2 separate regions of the Mus musculus genome follow, and region 2 is linked to region 1. The links are chromatin contacts, called in public Hi-C maps. All regions are on one chromosome and are shown on one strand. The core of a region is the stretch at or near the end of the contact, and the rest is flanking DNA. Distances in the headings are between cores, read along the strand shown. Region 1 holds the start of R3hcc1l (R3H domain and coiled-coil containing 1 like). Region 2 holds the start of Sfr1 (SWI5 dependent recombination repair 1).

What was found. Hi-C and Micro-C count contacts between places; a contact is called where the count stands out from the background.
Region 2: a contact with region 1 is called in a Hi-C map of pre-B cells, with 6 times the contacts expected there. The contact joins the promoter of Sfr1 here to the promoter of R3hcc1l in region 1. A contact is called at or near these places in 1 of 39 promoter capture datasets (pre-B cells) and 1 of 484 Hi-C or Micro-C datasets (pre-B cells).

What each region holds. Positions count from the first base shown.
Region 1 is chr19:42,517,478-42,520,177 of GRCm38.p6, forward strand. It overlaps R3hcc1l (R3H domain and coiled-coil containing 1 like), which reads left to right and starts at 1,328. Exons shown (of 7, transcript NM_177464.4): 1 at 1,328-1,380.
Region 2 is chr19:47,730,313-47,733,012 of GRCm38.p6, forward strand. It overlaps Sfr1 (SWI5 dependent recombination repair 1), which reads left to right and starts at 1,444. Exons shown (of 4, transcript NM_026377.2): 1 at 1,444-1,509; 2 at 2,318-2,676. The coding sequence starts at 1,497.

The sequences.
Region 1 (2,700 bases), core at 78-2,577:
GGGGTAGGCACTGGTCTGCTCATTATTTTCGGCCCCAGCACTGGCCCATTGTAAGCAATAATATACAACCATTTTGCTGAGTGGTCAGCTCACCCGAGGGGGAAACTTTTTAGGAAGGCTCACATCTAACCTATCCCATAATCAGATCTGGTAAGGGATGGGAAGGAGAGTAGTGGATTGGGAACTACTATTTTGTAAAAGCTCCAAGGTGTTCACCTTCATTCCTTCTCTCAAACTCAATCGAATGGTGTCTTTACAGGGTTTTAACACAAACACGACTTGATTAAATTTGTTATTTACACAACTCGGCCTTTGGCAGTAAGGACCCCACAGCCGTACTGAGATCAGTAAGGAGAACAGTAATCAGCTAAGAAACTAAGCAAGTGGGAATTAAGTATCTGGCAGTGGAAATAAAGAACAGACTCAAATGCTAGAGAGAGAGCCTCTACAGGGTTTGGTTAGCATTCAAATGTAGATGAAGAGGCATTGGAGATAGATGGGAAGGCAGTGAACAGAGAGGAGAGACACAGTATGAACTTTTCAAATATTTCTTTTTTTCTTGTATAGTTCCGAGATCGAATCCTGGGCACTTCACCTGTTTGCCAATCACAGGGCTATACCATTCGCGCCACCAAAGCGTTCAAGCCATTTTTTGACAAGTCTGCAAGATAGGAATGAGATAGGGTCGTCTAGAAGTTGGGAGTACGATAAGCTAAAGCAAAAAAAGGGGCCGGGCTGGACGCTCCCCTTCCTTATTCTAAGAATTGCAGAGAACAATATTCAAGAGGTGAGTTCGGGGGGGGGGGGGAGAATTACAGGAAGAGACCGAGTCGAACGGCATGGAATGAGGAAGGCAAAGCTGGATAGTGTCATAGAAAATAAATGATAATGTCCAAGAGCTTCAATGACTAATGCTTAAGTTAGACAGCCTGAAAATACTTGCAGTGGGTTTGGCGACAAGGACACTGGCTGCAACAAGGACATTTTCTGCGGGGGGCAGAAGCTGCAGTGTAGAACTCAGCACACACAAGGAAGGAAGTAGAGACGCTAAGTGCAGATTACGCTCGAAGAAACTCGCCCGTGGACGAGGAAAGAGACACGGTTATGATTGAGCAGGACGTGAGAAGATTTGAGCGCTTTCACAGCTGAGGGTTGAGATGGAGGATGGACGATACAGGAGATAGAGGAGCGTCAACGCCCTCCCGCCCTCTCCATTTGCCGGCCCCGCCCCCCACGCGACGCGACAGGGGCTCGCGAAGACTACAACTCCCAGGAGGTCCCGCGGCGTGGGCGGAGCCAAGGCCTGGCGCGCACCCCAGCGGCGAGCGGAAGAGCAGGCGCTTCATGGTGGCAGCGGAAGCGGAGAGCGACAGCGTCCCGGTAACCACGAACCCTTGAACCCGATTCTTTCTCTCCCTGAGCTGGTGCTGGTTGCCCTCGCGTCTTTCCTCCGGCTCGGGAGAGGACCCTCTTTCCTCCTGTGTGTTAACGCTGGTTTTCTTTTCCTCCGGTGACGCGCGGGGCAGGCCCCCGCCTGGGGCGGAGGTTATTGGGAAGCTTCCGCCCTTCGACCTGTTGGAGCCCCGGGGCGGGAGGGCCACCCTCCGGTCTCTTCTGTTTTCTAAGGGGCCGGAGGCCTGCCTTGGGCCTCTGCCCTAATGCTTCTTTCTGGTAGAAATCGTCTCCAGTCACCAGGTAGCGAGCGGGGTCTTAGGACCCCTCTGGGCTGCGGAGCTGTGGACCACCGAGGTGGCTTCGGGACAGCCCGGGGCCGCGGGCGATTCCCGGGCAGTGGCACTTCTGCTCCGCTGCTAGGACCCCCGGGCTATGGGCTGGCCGGGAACAGTTTGTAAAGTAGGATGTTCTTCCTGCTCTTCTCGGGCGGTCCTCAGAAAACTTCCAACCCACTTTATCGAAAGTTGTCTTACAAACTTTTTTTTCGTCGCATCTGAGTTGTGAGGGAAAGAGTACGGGGTTTATAGAGTCTGAATCCTGAGAGGATGATGGGTTGGCCACTTGATGGACCTGTGGTCTTTTGTAGTCCTATTACCACCACCTTGGTTTCTCTGTCTGGAAAAAAAAAGAGGGGGTGCAGGGTCTTTTGTACTATGCTTTTCAGTGTTATGATCTATGTGTGAGACGTTTGTGCTAGAAAACATTTAAAATAAAGTTCCTGTACCCTCTCTTGTGTGGTCCAGGTCAGTTGGATTTTAAAATCAACGGTCATGTCTTTATGAAGACCGGAGTTAATGGTGTCTTTAGAAACTGCGATGAAACCTACAAGTGTTAAAGCAAGGTTTCAAGCGGAGAGGTGACATTAGGGCTTGACCACCTGTGGAATCGGTGTCAAACTTCGAGGCCCATCAGCATGCGACACACAGCCAGCTGCCCCTGTTGCTCGGTTTCCGCTCTTGGAAGCACTACACATGACAAGCATCCCCTAAGACTTAGAGCTCCCGAAGCTTGGTGCTGAACCACCAGTGTCTAGGGTTTGTGGGTTGCAGGCACTACTTACTCATGTAATAATAGCTGCCTGAGCTATTTAGCGCAGGGTTGAGGTGTCTGTAGTTCATTGGTAAGATTGCATAAGGCTCTGAATTCTCTCCCTAGTAGTAACCACAACAACAATAACAAGCAACAGCAGCCTTTAATCCCAGTACCAGAGTCGGAGGCTGGCTGGTCTCGGAGATTTTGGTAGCC
Region 2 (2,700 bases), core at 194-2,693, 5.2 Mb after region 1:
TTGTGAGACATTGCTTTAAGTCAATTAGGGAATGACGAATATGCTTGACTAAATGTTCCTTTGGTGTTTTGCATGATTCTAGCTGCCTCTCATACATTATCATTGAATTTCCCTGTCTCTAGGAGGTGAATATTGTTCTCATTTACCAAGCCATCGAACTGAGGTCCACGGCCACACTACACTCCATTGCACAAAACAAAAACAAACCAAAGAAGAAACCGTGGTGCCAGGACTCTAATCTAGGCAATTGCAACATCTGCAGATCTAATCACCTCATTAAGTTCCTTTAGGTTCTGTATTTATTAACTGACCGCCTAGGAGTCTAATCAGTTCTTTCGGGTTACTTTAAAGCCACTATTAGCAGATATTCGGAAAGAGAGCTGTCCCTTATTACAAACTTCCCAGTGACTCACAAGTTAGCTCAACTTCTCTACACCCACGGCTCCACCCAAGCTAGTTCATTTTGCTGTTGCATAGCAACAGAACATCCTGAACACTAGAAGGCCGTGCAGCCTCCCAGAGTCTAGCAAGGGGCCTCCTGGGGGCCCCCAGAGCCTAGCAAGGGGGCATCCCGGGAGTCGAGCCAGGGTCTAGCAAGGGGCCTCCCGGGGGCCCCCCAGAGTCTAGCAAGGGGCACCCCCAGGAGTCGAGCCAGGGTCTAGCAAGGGGCCTCGGGGGGGGGGGGGCAGGATCAAGCAAGGGGTTTAGTTCTCAAATATCTGAATTCTAGTCCGAACCTGTCGGATCGACCGCGCCCCGCTTCCTGTTCTGCGCCATAATACACTTCCTTAGGTTATTTTTTTCTCAGATTTGACCAAAACATGTGAAGCCAAGCAGAGGTGGGCACAGACCAAAATAAGGGGGCGAGTCCGCAAGGCAGGCTGGGGATGCCCTCTACTGTTTATGCAGAGACACCCACATAGACTCCGAGCCAGCAGGGAGCCGAGCGGGCCCCGCGGTTTCCGGCCCTGCCACGTCTGAGGAAAAGCCTTTGCGGTGGGGAAAGCCGAGCCTGCCAGGGGGCGAGCGCTGCCAGAGGGCGGTGCTCTCGGGCGCGCCACCCTGACGATACCCACCCCGCCCCCAACCCCACCAGGGAAGCTGCTCGGGAAGGCAGCTGGCACCGCAACTCCCAAAGGCAGTGGCGAGCGGAAGCGCGCCCCCCTCAGGCCCCTCCAAGGGCCTAACATCGTTTTTTCCATGGACGCCACCCCACGGCTGGCGGCCGCGCGCGCGTAGCCGAGCCCTGGAGCGCGCCGGCCAGCCCTGCCAATCACGAGCCGCGCCCGCCTCCCGCCAGGCCCCGCTCCGCCCCGTGGCCCAGGCCCGCGGCCCGCCGCGCACGCGCAGTCGGAGCTGTACGGAGCACATCCGCCTGCTCCGGCCAAGCTAGCCAATCGTACGTCTCTTCTCCGGTGAGGCTCCGCCCCCGGGGCGAGGTCAGTGGGCTGCGGGCGCTCCGCTGGCTGTGTGTACGGTGTGTCGCCGCTGTGAGCATGGCTGAGGAAGGTACTGAGCTTTCTCCCTGGGGTTGGCCTGAGCGGCAGGCCTGCGGGTGTCTGGGTATCTGACGGAGAAGCTCTCTCCGGCGTCGCGGGAGCTCGGCCTCCTGCTCTGTGGGATAGAGGGCTTTCTGTGGCGAGGGAGGCGGAGGAGTGGAGGAGGAGGGCTACGGGGTTGCTGAAGAGAAGGGAGCTGGGGGGAGCGCGCTTTCTGTGGTGGGGGGACGGGGTGGGGAAAGGGGGAGCTGAGTGGGGTGCGGGGACGGGGGGAGGGCTTTCTGTGGTGAGGAGGGAGGGGAAAGGGGGAGGGAGAGTGGGCGGGGCTTTGTGGAGAAGATGGACGGGGCTGGGGAGGAGGGCGGAGTCTTTGACCATAGTAAACCCAAAGGGGCAGATGCTGCTTTCTGACACCTCGGGACTCGTTCTTGGTTCTAGGCGCAAAGCTTTTAAGAGTCAAGATTCAGGCTGTATTGCTTTTATTTACGAAATTATAACAAAAATTAAAGTTCTTGACTAGTTATAGTTCCCCTTCCTGAAACGCAAATTTTTGGGGGTGTTTTGAAGGGAAAAAAAGAAAGACAGTGAGATACTAGCTGGTTTATTTGTCGTGAAAGAAACAGGACTTGGTTACTTCCCCATGTGGAGAGGTAAATGGAAAATATGAGAAGAATTAGAATAAATTATAGCTACATGTAATTGGAAGAAATGGCTGACTATTTTTGGTGTTTAGTTCACTGAAGAAAATTTTGTTCAGAAAAATTGAGGTCTGTTTTGAGATAATTTGATTATCATTCGCGTCTTTTCTTTTTGATAAGGAAATCAGGAGTTCACTTCCAAGATGGAAAACTCATCAGATTCAGCATCGACTTCACCTGATGCTCCTCAGCCCAGTGAGAATCCACCATCACCACCGACTTCACCTGCCGCTCCTCAGACCAGTGAGAATCCACCATCACCACCGACTTCACCTGCCGTTCCTCAGACCAGGGAGAATCCACCATCACCACCGACTTCACCTGCCGCTCCTCAGCCCAGGGAGAATCCACCATCACCACCGACTTCACCTGCCGCTCCTCAGCCCAGGGAGAATCCACCATCACCCCCGACTTCACCTGCCGCTCCTCAGCCCAGGGAGAATCCACCATCACCCCATTCGAATAGTTCAGGAAAACAAGTATGGATATCTGTGTTGTCCTCT